2 separate regions of the Hordeum vulgare genome follow, and region 2 is linked to region 1. The links are chromatin contacts, called in public Hi-C maps. All regions are on one chromosome and are shown on one strand. Each heading gives the region's core, a stretch centred on a gene start, on an enhancer-like site or on the middle of the called end of the contact. The rest is flanking DNA. Distances are from core to core; before and after follow the strand shown. Region 1 holds the start of LOC123448708 (protein ENHANCED DISEASE RESISTANCE 4). Region 2 holds the start of LOC123448711 (serine/threonine-protein kinase AtPK2/AtPK19-like).

Evidence for each region. Hi-C and Micro-C count contacts between places; a contact is called where the count stands out from the background.
Region 2: a contact with region 1 is called in a Hi-C map of seedling, with 4 times the contacts expected there. The contact joins the promoter of LOC123448711 here to the promoter of LOC123448708 in region 1. A contact is called at or near these places in 2 of 6 Hi-C or Micro-C datasets (leaf and seedling) and 1 of 1 datasets of contacts at active chromatin or transcription factors (embryo).

The regions. Positions count from the first base shown.
Region 1 is chr4H:396,286,725-396,291,559 of MorexV3_pseudomolecules_assembly, reverse strand. LOC123448708 (protein ENHANCED DISEASE RESISTANCE 4) reads left to right here and starts at 2,792. Exons shown (of 3, transcript XM_045125680.1): 1 at 2,792-3,290; 2 at 4,303-4,569; 3 at 4,727-4,835. The coding sequence starts at 4,449. LOC123448709 reads right to left here and starts at 2,672. Exons shown (of 1, transcript XM_045125681.1): 1 at 1,628-2,672. The coding sequence starts at 2,356. The coding sequence ends at 1,832.
Region 2 is chr4H:396,579,999-396,585,404 of MorexV3_pseudomolecules_assembly, reverse strand. It overlaps LOC123448711 (serine/threonine-protein kinase AtPK2/AtPK19-like), which reads right to left and starts at 1,490. Exons shown (of 7, transcript XM_045125686.1): 1 at 1,371-1,490; 2 at 1-468. The coding sequence starts at 163.

The sequences.
Region 1 (4,835 bases), core at 1,543-4,042:
AGTTGGTGAGAGATGAAATACATATGATCATACTTAGCTATTAAGAGAATAGCCATGACACATATTCCGAAGGTGAGGTTATAGTAGCAATAATACCTCGGGTGGATACAACGACTGATGTTGTAAATCATCTTACAATAAATAATCTCACCTAACATGTACTTACTGTATTTGGAAATATGAGCCATGCGTTACTTGAAAATGCTAATGCATTTATTTAATTTAGTTCTAGGAGTAAGTGGCATCTATAACTAAATGATTTGTTTGAGAACAATCATGGTCAAGGTGATCCTTGGTGAACCTGGGTGTATCCTTCAATATAACACATGTGATTAAATTATTGCTAATGTTTTGGACTTCATTCTTGAGGAAGTGTGTGACTTTAGAGTCACTGCCAAAACGTATAGACTTGCATGCTTAACATTGGTTAGTCACTATGAAATTATAACCACGATGTCCTATGGACCTTGCGAAAGTGTTGAGACACTTAATCATTGTCATAAATTATGTGGTCCATCATGATGGATGGACGACACTATAATTAGAAATATTGTCGTAGGCTTTATTGCCATGTATTTTACCAATGTAATAGAAGATAATCACAAGTAAATGTAAATATTTATGACATATTCAAGCAAAAAGAGGCTTGAATAATTGATATTGGTTGATAATACCATTCAACATGGAATAATCATGCATGAATTTACTATGATAGTAAATCATTTTAGTGAACAACAACAATTGCTTCAGAGGAGCAAATTCTAGTACGGCTGATGCCTTATAGCCATATGTTACCTCTATGGGTAAACTATAGATAATTAATTTACCTACATTAAATTAAAGATCATCATGGTTGATGTTGTAATGAATTTAGCAAAATTAATGGGTATTTCAAGGAGTTATCTTGAAACCATTAATGTGAATCTCAAATTGCTAAATATGACATCTTGAAGATAATCTCCGAAATGGAGTAGATCTCGCAGCACTAGGGAGTATAATCTGATGAAGTCAGTAGACTCACTCGTAATGCCTTATGTCATGACTTAGTAAAATGTGTGGGAGAGCACTTTGTAAAACAATCATAATGTCGAAACGACAAAATGTAGGCTTTATCAATAGTGGTGATAATCTGCAAAGTAGTAGATCTACACACTACCTTGTGATCCCAAAACATCAATTTGAAAAACAACACTTAGAATTTTGCATATCAATTCTTGCTTGTAGCAAGACAAAGGCTCGATTAAGATGAATTGATTTTTATTTGCAAATAAATGTATTAATCTCAACATGTAATGAACATGGGGATACATACATTTCGTAATACATCGTACTCAATAGAAATACATTACTATTGTAACGAATAGTAATGATGTTGCAAACTTGATGTTCAAGTGAGAATCTTGAATTGTATAGACCTCAAATTAAATGAGATGATCTTATATCAAGTTGCAAGATAATTCACCATGGTGAATTAATATTTTGCGAGAGAAAATTGATCTCAGTAGCAATGAGATTGTTTGCGAGAAAATATATATTTCTCAATCGCAAATCAATGTTGTTGTATGAGAGAACTTAATCTCAATCGCAAAACAATGTTGTTGTATAGAGAATTGCAATAGCAAACACATTTCAACATATACACATTTCTGAAATTTAAAACTCAACAGAAAATGAGTTGAATGCATATCTATACATACATGGTTTAAAGATGACAAGTGCCAATGAATAGCACAAATAGTTGGACCATGTTAATTTATCCTGAGACGTACATAAATTACTCCGAAGAGATATACACACAAACCTATTATGAAAATAGGTAAAGCCACATGGGCTAAAGTGTATAATCACGAAGAGATAAGGCTCTCTCCTTTCCATGTGCGGTTACGAATCGAATGATTCGTTTGGGCTCACGCCGCCGGAACACTCGCTCGCCGGCCAGCGGCCGCATGCTTTGCCGCAGAAGGACGCGTTGATAGGCGATGTCAGGGGCAAAGGCGGCCGTGCGCGCTGGGAGCCATCTCGAAACCAAGCTCCTCGTCGGGGCCATGGCTTGGCGCTGGCAGGCGCACACGGGGCCGACCACGGCTTGGCGCGGGCAGGCGCACACGGCCACGACACAGCCGAGCGCGGGCGAGTGAGGCCACTGCCTGGCGCGAGCAGGCGCACACGGCCACGGCACAGCCGGGCGCGGCCACGACCGGGCGGACGGCCGCAAGGCACATCGGGGCGCGGCGCAGAGGCCGGATGGACGTGCGCGCGGCCAGGGGCTGCTCGGAGCCGGCGCGGCGGCCGTGCGAAAGCCTTGTCGAGGGCGGCCGACGGGAGGAATCGGCTGTTGGAATGGTGGGCTTGCCATTGCTGCCCGCAGACGTCGATGGCGATGCAAGCCAGGAGAGCCCGTGCGTCACGTGAAGGATGTCCGTCGCTCCGTACGCCGGTACGACGCCGACCGTCGCAGAACTACCAGGCCGAAGGCCATGGTTTCTCGCGCGACTCGTCCATGCGAGAACGCTGGGAGACTCCACCGCTGTGCACGGATAGGGCGCCGCGGTGTGCCGAAGGCGTCCTTGAGAGGCCTCCTCGTCGGTCCTTCCGGCCTTTCTCTCTCAGCGAAGAGTCACGCGCTGATAACGTGTTAGAGTAAAACGAGATTGAATGAAAGTAACGAACGATCAGTCCTGATTTCTATTGATTCTCAAGTTTATATACATCTGGAAGAGGTGCGAAGAAGAGGTGCCTGTTCGGAGGCATTCCTCCAGAACAGGTGCCTGTTGGCAATGGAGAGAGAGAGGAGACACGACTATTCGGGTTGGACACATCCCTTGAATTAATATAGTAATTAATTTCTAACAATTCTGTTGCGCTGTTAATTTATACCCCGAGCGCGCGTTTGACCGCGGACCCTCCCTCCTTCCCTTCCTCCCCGAGTTGTCTCTTCTCTCTCTCGCTATCGCCCTCCGCTGGCAGCGCGCGGCCAAAGTCTTCCCCGCTGCGCGCAACCCCGTTCAGACCGGGGATCCGGGCAATTAAACCTTCCTTCCTACCACCAGTCAACTCTCCTCCTCCTCTTCCTCTCCCCCCTCCACTGTGTTGTGTATATACAATATACTACTCCTCCGCTTGAGGCTTGACCTGACCTGACTAGTTGTGAGCGCGGGGGCCGGCGTGGAACTTCCCAGAACTGGAGCTGCAACTGCGGGAGACGGCAAGGTTGTGGTGTTTGTTGCGCCTCCCTCCTGGAGAAGAGTGGTTCAAAACAACGAGGAGGAAGCAGCCACGGAGCGGGAAAGGTGACTTCTTGGCTTCTTCCCCTCTTCCTCTTCCTCTTCCTCTTCTACCTTGGGCATTCGGTGGCCTTTCCACTGTTTTTTTCTTTTTCTTCCTCAACCTCCTCCGTCTCGAGCTGCGTTCCTCTCCAGATTACTCTCTTCAGGCGTTTGTTCCTAGTAGAGATCATTAAGTCGGTATGAATTGCTCTATCTTTTTTATTTTCCTTGCGCTGTACTAGGACTAGGTTGCAGCTCCATACGTACTTCCTCCGTATCTAAATAATTCTTGTCGGGGAGAAGTAGCGTATACGATTCTTCTTCTTCTGAGAAACGTACGATTTACGAACATGCAAGATTCTCCGTCCGTTCTCTATGGAGATCCCCTTATGGATTCGGCAAGTGTACGTGTTACTACCAACCAACCAGCATGCCAAAATAAGCTCTAGTTGAGCATTATTAGTACTCTACGTTCTTGTCCCAGTAGATTAATTCTGGATGAACAAGACAACGGGATCCCAACAATCAGTACCTTCCGATTTGTCCCCTCAAAAAGAAAAAAAAGGTACCTTCCGAATTTGTTTGTTTCTCTAATCGGCCAAATTCCTGCCTATTTGCCAATGGGCCAAAACGCCTATTGCCTACTGATGATTTCAATGTTCCAACTGCGAAGGCAGTACGTGGTGCAATCTTGCCCCTGCATTTCTTGCTCGTGTTCAGCAGCCAATCTTGTTTTTTTTTTAAACGGAGGCAAAAGATTTGGCTCATCTCATTAATTAAGCAGGAGAGAATATGGATTGTCTGCCAATCTTGTTTTTCACGCAAACAGCACCTGATCTTATTTGTAAGTGGTGCTGTAACTTTATTTTTCCAGCACTTTATCCTTTATGTTTCTTCCGATTTGTTTCATGCTACGGATAAATGTTATTCACCTTAAATGGACTTTGAATTTTTTAGCCAGGTTGGGTTTTCATGCTATTATTACTCCAACCAGGTGCTATTGGAATTTGATCATTTTTCTCTTGAATGTTTGCAGATACAGAAACTCTGGATTCTGGACCTGGTGTTACGACAGACAAGACATCTGTAGTGTAGCAGTCATATCAGTTTGGTGGTAGCTGGTAGATAGCTACAGCCTGGAAATATTGTGCTGTGGGTGATGTCCTTGGTCTTTCTTGTTTGATGGCAAGTGCAAACACAGGCGCGTTTCGCCTTGTGAGGTGCCCAAAGTGTCTTAACATTCTACCAGAACCTGCAAATGTTTCTGTCTACCAGTGCGGTGGATGCAACACCACTCTTAGAGGTACGAATTCCATGCTACACTGAACTAGCAAGGTTTTGTCGTTATGAGCTGATATGCACCAGTCGGTTTGCTCATTTCTTTCCAAGGAATTGATTGTTCTTTTTCTTTTTGGAAAAGGATTGATTGTTCGTTTTGGTGTATGTTTACATTTATGCAGCTAAAATCCGTGCCAGTGATGCACAAAATGTGGCCACCAAACAAGTTCAGCAAGATTCCCGGGATTACTCTGTTGTTCCCTCTGAAACTGTGAGCAATGGGGTGTCGAC
Region 2 (5,406 bases), core at 241-2,740, 300 kb before region 1:
GGGTATGGACCGCCGTAGCACCAAAAACATCGTTAAAATCGAACTCAACATTTTCAGGAAGGACAACATCAGGAGGCCCTTTTGGCAGAAGTATCATCCCTGTAAAGAGCTTGGGGCGTTGTGTGTGGGCTGTTGTAACAGAAGGCATCTCTGAGGAAACCATCTTCAGGAACCAAGATTCAACAATCTATAATCTTGATTTCAGCTAACAGTAGCTGTGCCACTTCCCTCTACCAATTCTATGGGGCAGCTCTGTCTAAGGGAGGCTCCTTCCACAAATACCCAAGACAACGGAAGATGCAGGGCTGCGAACAATGGCCTTGAACAAGTGGAAGTTCACAGAGACAACAGGAAATCCCAGGAATCCCGGGCGAAGGCAGGGTGGGAAGCTTCCGTTGTTTCCCGATGAACAGGAAACTCTGGATGCCACTGTTCTTCCTGAATACATGAGATCAACTTGTCTATGGGCTGCACGCAGAAGGATATTATAGTTAATTCAACAATTTCACAAATAAGGAAGCTTGTGCTAAGAAGAACACTGGGATTATTCGGAGTATAAAACCATGTGCTGATCTGCAAACTGCTTCGGTAGGGCACCGTGTTATCTTTATCAGAGACAAAACGTAAAGGCAGTAAAGTGTGTTCTAAAAGTAATTTGCTACTGACGTAAAGAAATTAGTTTTCCAATCAGAGGAACAACAGCATTCCAAATTTAGCACCAAAAGTCATGAGACCCACACAACCACAGGATACCTCTGTACCTCGAAATAACCCCGATGGGAGAAACATCCATCCTATGCCCGATCTAGTGCCTATCCAAACACGAAGCCTAACTAAAATTGACGTTCCTATCTGCCAAGAATGGGAACGCATGTTAAAATAAAGCTAAACAAAAAAGAAGGGGAAGCAAACTTATTGGAGAGATCGCAATTTTACTGCGCAGCAACGCGTATCCACGAAACCTCTCGCGGCTTACACCGAAATTTAACCCTACAAAACCATACTTTTTTGTACATAATATGCCACCGAATTACACTCACAAGGACACAATTACCATGGGAGGTCAAGGCATCGGCTAAATCCCAAATCGGCCACTTGCCCCTGCCCCCTATGAGCGCCACAGATCCAAAGAAGGGAATCCTGCGCAGATCTAACAGACCCACGAATCCGCGCCCAGGCACCAACGCAATTGTACGCCGCGAAACCCGCGGCGCTCACCGGTCCGACGAGCAATCACAAAAACCATAACTGCACCCGAAATAATCGGAAAAGGACGCGTAAAAGAAGCGTGCGCGAGAAGGGACCTGGCAAACCAGGAGAAAAGTAAGGAAACGGAGGAAGGGAGAGCTGGAGAGACCGCGACGACGAACCTTTGCGGAGGGTGAGGGGGAGCGGCTGGAAGCGGCGGCGAGTGCACGGCGATCCCCTGCGGCGGGGCGGCGAGGGGGCTCCTGTTATAGAATAGGCGCGTGGGGTGCGGGGGCTCCGGTAACTGCAAGGGGACGCGTGGCGGGCTCGCGTTGGTGGACTCGAGGGGGGCTCGCGATGCGAGTTGGCTTGTGGCGAATATGCCGCGCCGCCGAGATGGGCCGCCAGTTGGACCACCTGGGCCACACTTGTCATACTCACGAGGGGGAAAGGAAGAGGCACGCGGGCATTCTGATTCTGGTGCTTGTCAATCCGCTCTCCTCGCGCAAAACGGGATGGGTTCTCTTGGTTTGGCGCCAAGGTCGCTTCTAGTTTTTGGTTTGGTTTCCCTCCTGCGAAAGGGATAGAGATAGAGCTCTGCCGTGTGCATTAGGATAAGCCGAGTCAAAGTTTCTTTTTTCTGCGGATCATGCCAAAGGGAGTATGTTAGAGAGGTTCTATAAAGAATCTTGTTTTTCACGTCTTATCTCTATTTTTAAAAGGAAATGCCATAATGGCCTATTTTATTGTTGAGAAATTATATAGAGAATCGCCGCACTACATCTCTTTCATGTAGCGGCTCGCGTAGCCTCATGTGCATGCAAAAATCTTCCACCTCATGCTTACATCATTGCATTATATGTCTTTTTAAATTTTAAAAATGGTTTATCTCACAGACTAGTAATTTGATCCGAGATTTGCTTTTACCGTTAGGTTCGTCTCGACGAGGCCTTCAAAATAAGATCTCATATTGACATGTTTCGTTGAAAAAAAATTCATCGTTCCTAGTTGCCACATTTATGTCGTTATAGTTGTCATCTTACGGGTGTATAGTTGTCATAAAAAGTATACATAGTTATCAGGACAATACTTTTTACGCATTGCAATGTTATGTGAAGCTAAAAGTGGGTATTAAAACACTAACAATAAGCAAGTAAATGCATGAATCAGCATAAGTACAATCAATTAAGTTTTTTGTGGGATATATCAACATTCATAAGCCTGATAACCAAGTTGATTTAATGTGAGAACTATATAACAAATAATGTGACAAGTAAGTGATAATAATCTAGCAAGTACCGACGAAAACAAAAGTTATCAAAACATGTCGACATGAGATCTAGTTTTGAATATCTCGTCGTGAAAAAGTCAGTAGTGGTGAAAGCGGATCATTAATTGAGATAACGGTTTGGAAGATAAAAAATGCAAAATCAAAAGAATATTTAATAATACCATACTTGTGTAATGTTGTATGCATGCAAGGAATGGATGGAAGCTAGCCCCCGCACGGAAGGACTAAAATGCGATGCCGCTCCCTAATGAAGTATTTTATTGTTTAACGCAAATGTTCACGTCGTTCATGAGAAACTCGGAAATAAAAGAGGAAGAACCATATCTACCCAATTACATGAAAACTCGGAAATAAAAGAGGAAGAACCATATCTACCCAATTACATGAAATATCATTCCTTTTGCCACCGCACGAGACGTTTGCTTCCCGTAAAAAGTGCATGAATTGGACATCTCCTAACAATCCGCTATAGTGTTAAAAAAACATGCTATAACACTAAGCTCAATTAAGGTCTTCAATTAAAATTGGATCATTCGATTTTGATCAGGTCAGCTATTTCTTAAGGAGGTTGAATTGGGTCACCCGATTTTAATCAAATCAACAATTTTTCGAGGAGATGGAACTAGGTCACTCATGGATCTATGTAATACTTATGCTTCATAAGTTTGGAGGCCGCTTAATCGGATGAGGTCTTCAATTTAAAACACGGCCACTTGATTTTGACTAGGTTAATAATTTCTTAATGAGCCCTCCTGGAGGGAAGTTTCCCCAGCAGAATCGCTCTACCGGAGAGCAAAAGGGCTCATGCCGAGATTTCTACCTTGAGACGGTGGCACTTCGTCCCAAAAGTATCCTCATTTTTTCTAGGTCGAAACCCTTGATATAGCAGAAGAGGGGCACCGGAGGCAGCCTGTGGGTCTCCCAAGGCATTAGGACGCGCCCTGGGGAGTGGGCGCACCCTGTTTCCTTGGGAGCAATAGGTGCCCCCTACGGTGGGTCTTCATTCCAATAATTCTTATATATTATATAAAAAATATACACGAAGTTTGAGGTCATTTGGAATCTAGAAAATTCCCAACTTTTGCCACGACTTCCACATCCACAATTCCAGTTTCCGACAATTTCCCTTTTTGTGTAGATCTTGCAATTTAAGAGAGAAAATGCATTATAATTGTATCATAAAGTAGAATAATGACCAAGAAAAAGTAAATCATGATGCAAAATGCATGTATCATTATGTATAATGTTCTTTTATCAATATTACACTTAAGGATGTAATCATTATGCCTTTTTCTCTTAATTTGACAGATAAACATGAAGAGGGAAAATATCGACAACTGGAATTCTGGACCTAAAAGGAGTACAATAGATATAGCTATTTTCTGGAGATCTAAATGGCATGAAATTTCATGTAGATTTATTTTTTAATACATAAAAAATAATCGAAGAAAGAAGTGTCTAAGAAGATCAACCATGGGCCCATAAAGCAAAGGGACGCGCCCTGCCCCCTTGTGAAGCCCACTCAGACCCTCCGGTCCCCATCTTCTGCTATATGAATTCATTTTCCCTAGGAAAAAAATAGAAGAACACTTTCAGGATGAAGCGCCACCATTTGAAGGCGGTAGCTGGGTAGGAGCACTGTTAGAGCATATTTCTCCATATGTGGTTTTGGTAATTGATGACAATTCCTATGGACTAATGGTTGCCTTAAGTTATATTTATAGGATTTGTCCATAGGCACTTCTTGAAGTCCATCTGTTGGGTTCAAGGAGTTTATATGATGACCAAGGTGGTATTCAAGGTATTATCCAAAGAATGGTCATAGAGACACAAGGTTGATCAAGATCGTCATACAAAGAGTAAATCAAGATGATCAACACACAAAGCGTACAAGATGTACCGAGAGGGATCAAGTGATCCCATGGTATGGTAAGCATTGTCCATTGCGTGTTTGTGTACTAACCCATGGTCTTCATGAGAGTTCTTTATGGGGTTAGGTGTGTTTCCATGGGCTTGCGTCTAGAGAAGATCTCATACAATCCATGAAGGATGACGTCAAGTGGTGATCGTCATCAAGATTGCGGTGTGCAAGTTCAAGTGGATCAACACGAAGATATCATGCTTGAAGCTTGATGTCCATTATGGTGGCAATGGACTTGTGAAGATATGTTGAAGAGCGGCTCACCCATGTTGTGTATGGGGGAGCAATCAACTAGTCTTCATCAAGCCAACGCAATCAAGAAGGTGGTCCATCTTGAGGAAGCCAAGATCATCGTCATCTAGCTCAAGAGGGCGAGGTGCAAGGTATAGGTTTGCCCTTGATAGGTTTTCTGTTTTAGGATAGATTGCCATACTCTCAAGGGGGGCTCTCAAGTGAGTAGCTCGGTCATATCGTTCATTGAGAGCTCAAACCATTTGCATCCTTGCATCATACTTCTTGGTTCTTGTTTGGTGTTTCTCTTTGTGAGCTCTTAGAGCTTATAGTCATCTTCATGACAAGCTCGAGTTCATCGAAAACGGAGTCCATATGCATCTACTATGATGTTTTCATTCATAGAGGTCTCACATCTCTATATAATTGGCATTTTCATATCTGCATGGTCTTAAGATTTCGGATAGAGGTTGTTGTTTGGATAGCTCTTGTCATCCTGAATCCAACAAGCTTGGGTTTGCTTGATTCGGAGCTCGTATGCGAATGTTATGGCTTTTTCAGTGGCGAGCGGTAGTACCTCTTGTGCCAAGCGGTAGTACCGCTCCCTAGCGGTAGTATCGCTCCGGGTGGGTGATGACCCACAAGTATAGGGGATCAATCGTAGTCCTTTCGATAAGTAAGAGTGTCAAACCCAACGAGGAGCAGAAGGCTCTGATAAAACAGTTTTCAGCAAGGTAATAACTGCAAGCACTGAAAGTAGCGGTAATAAGTGATG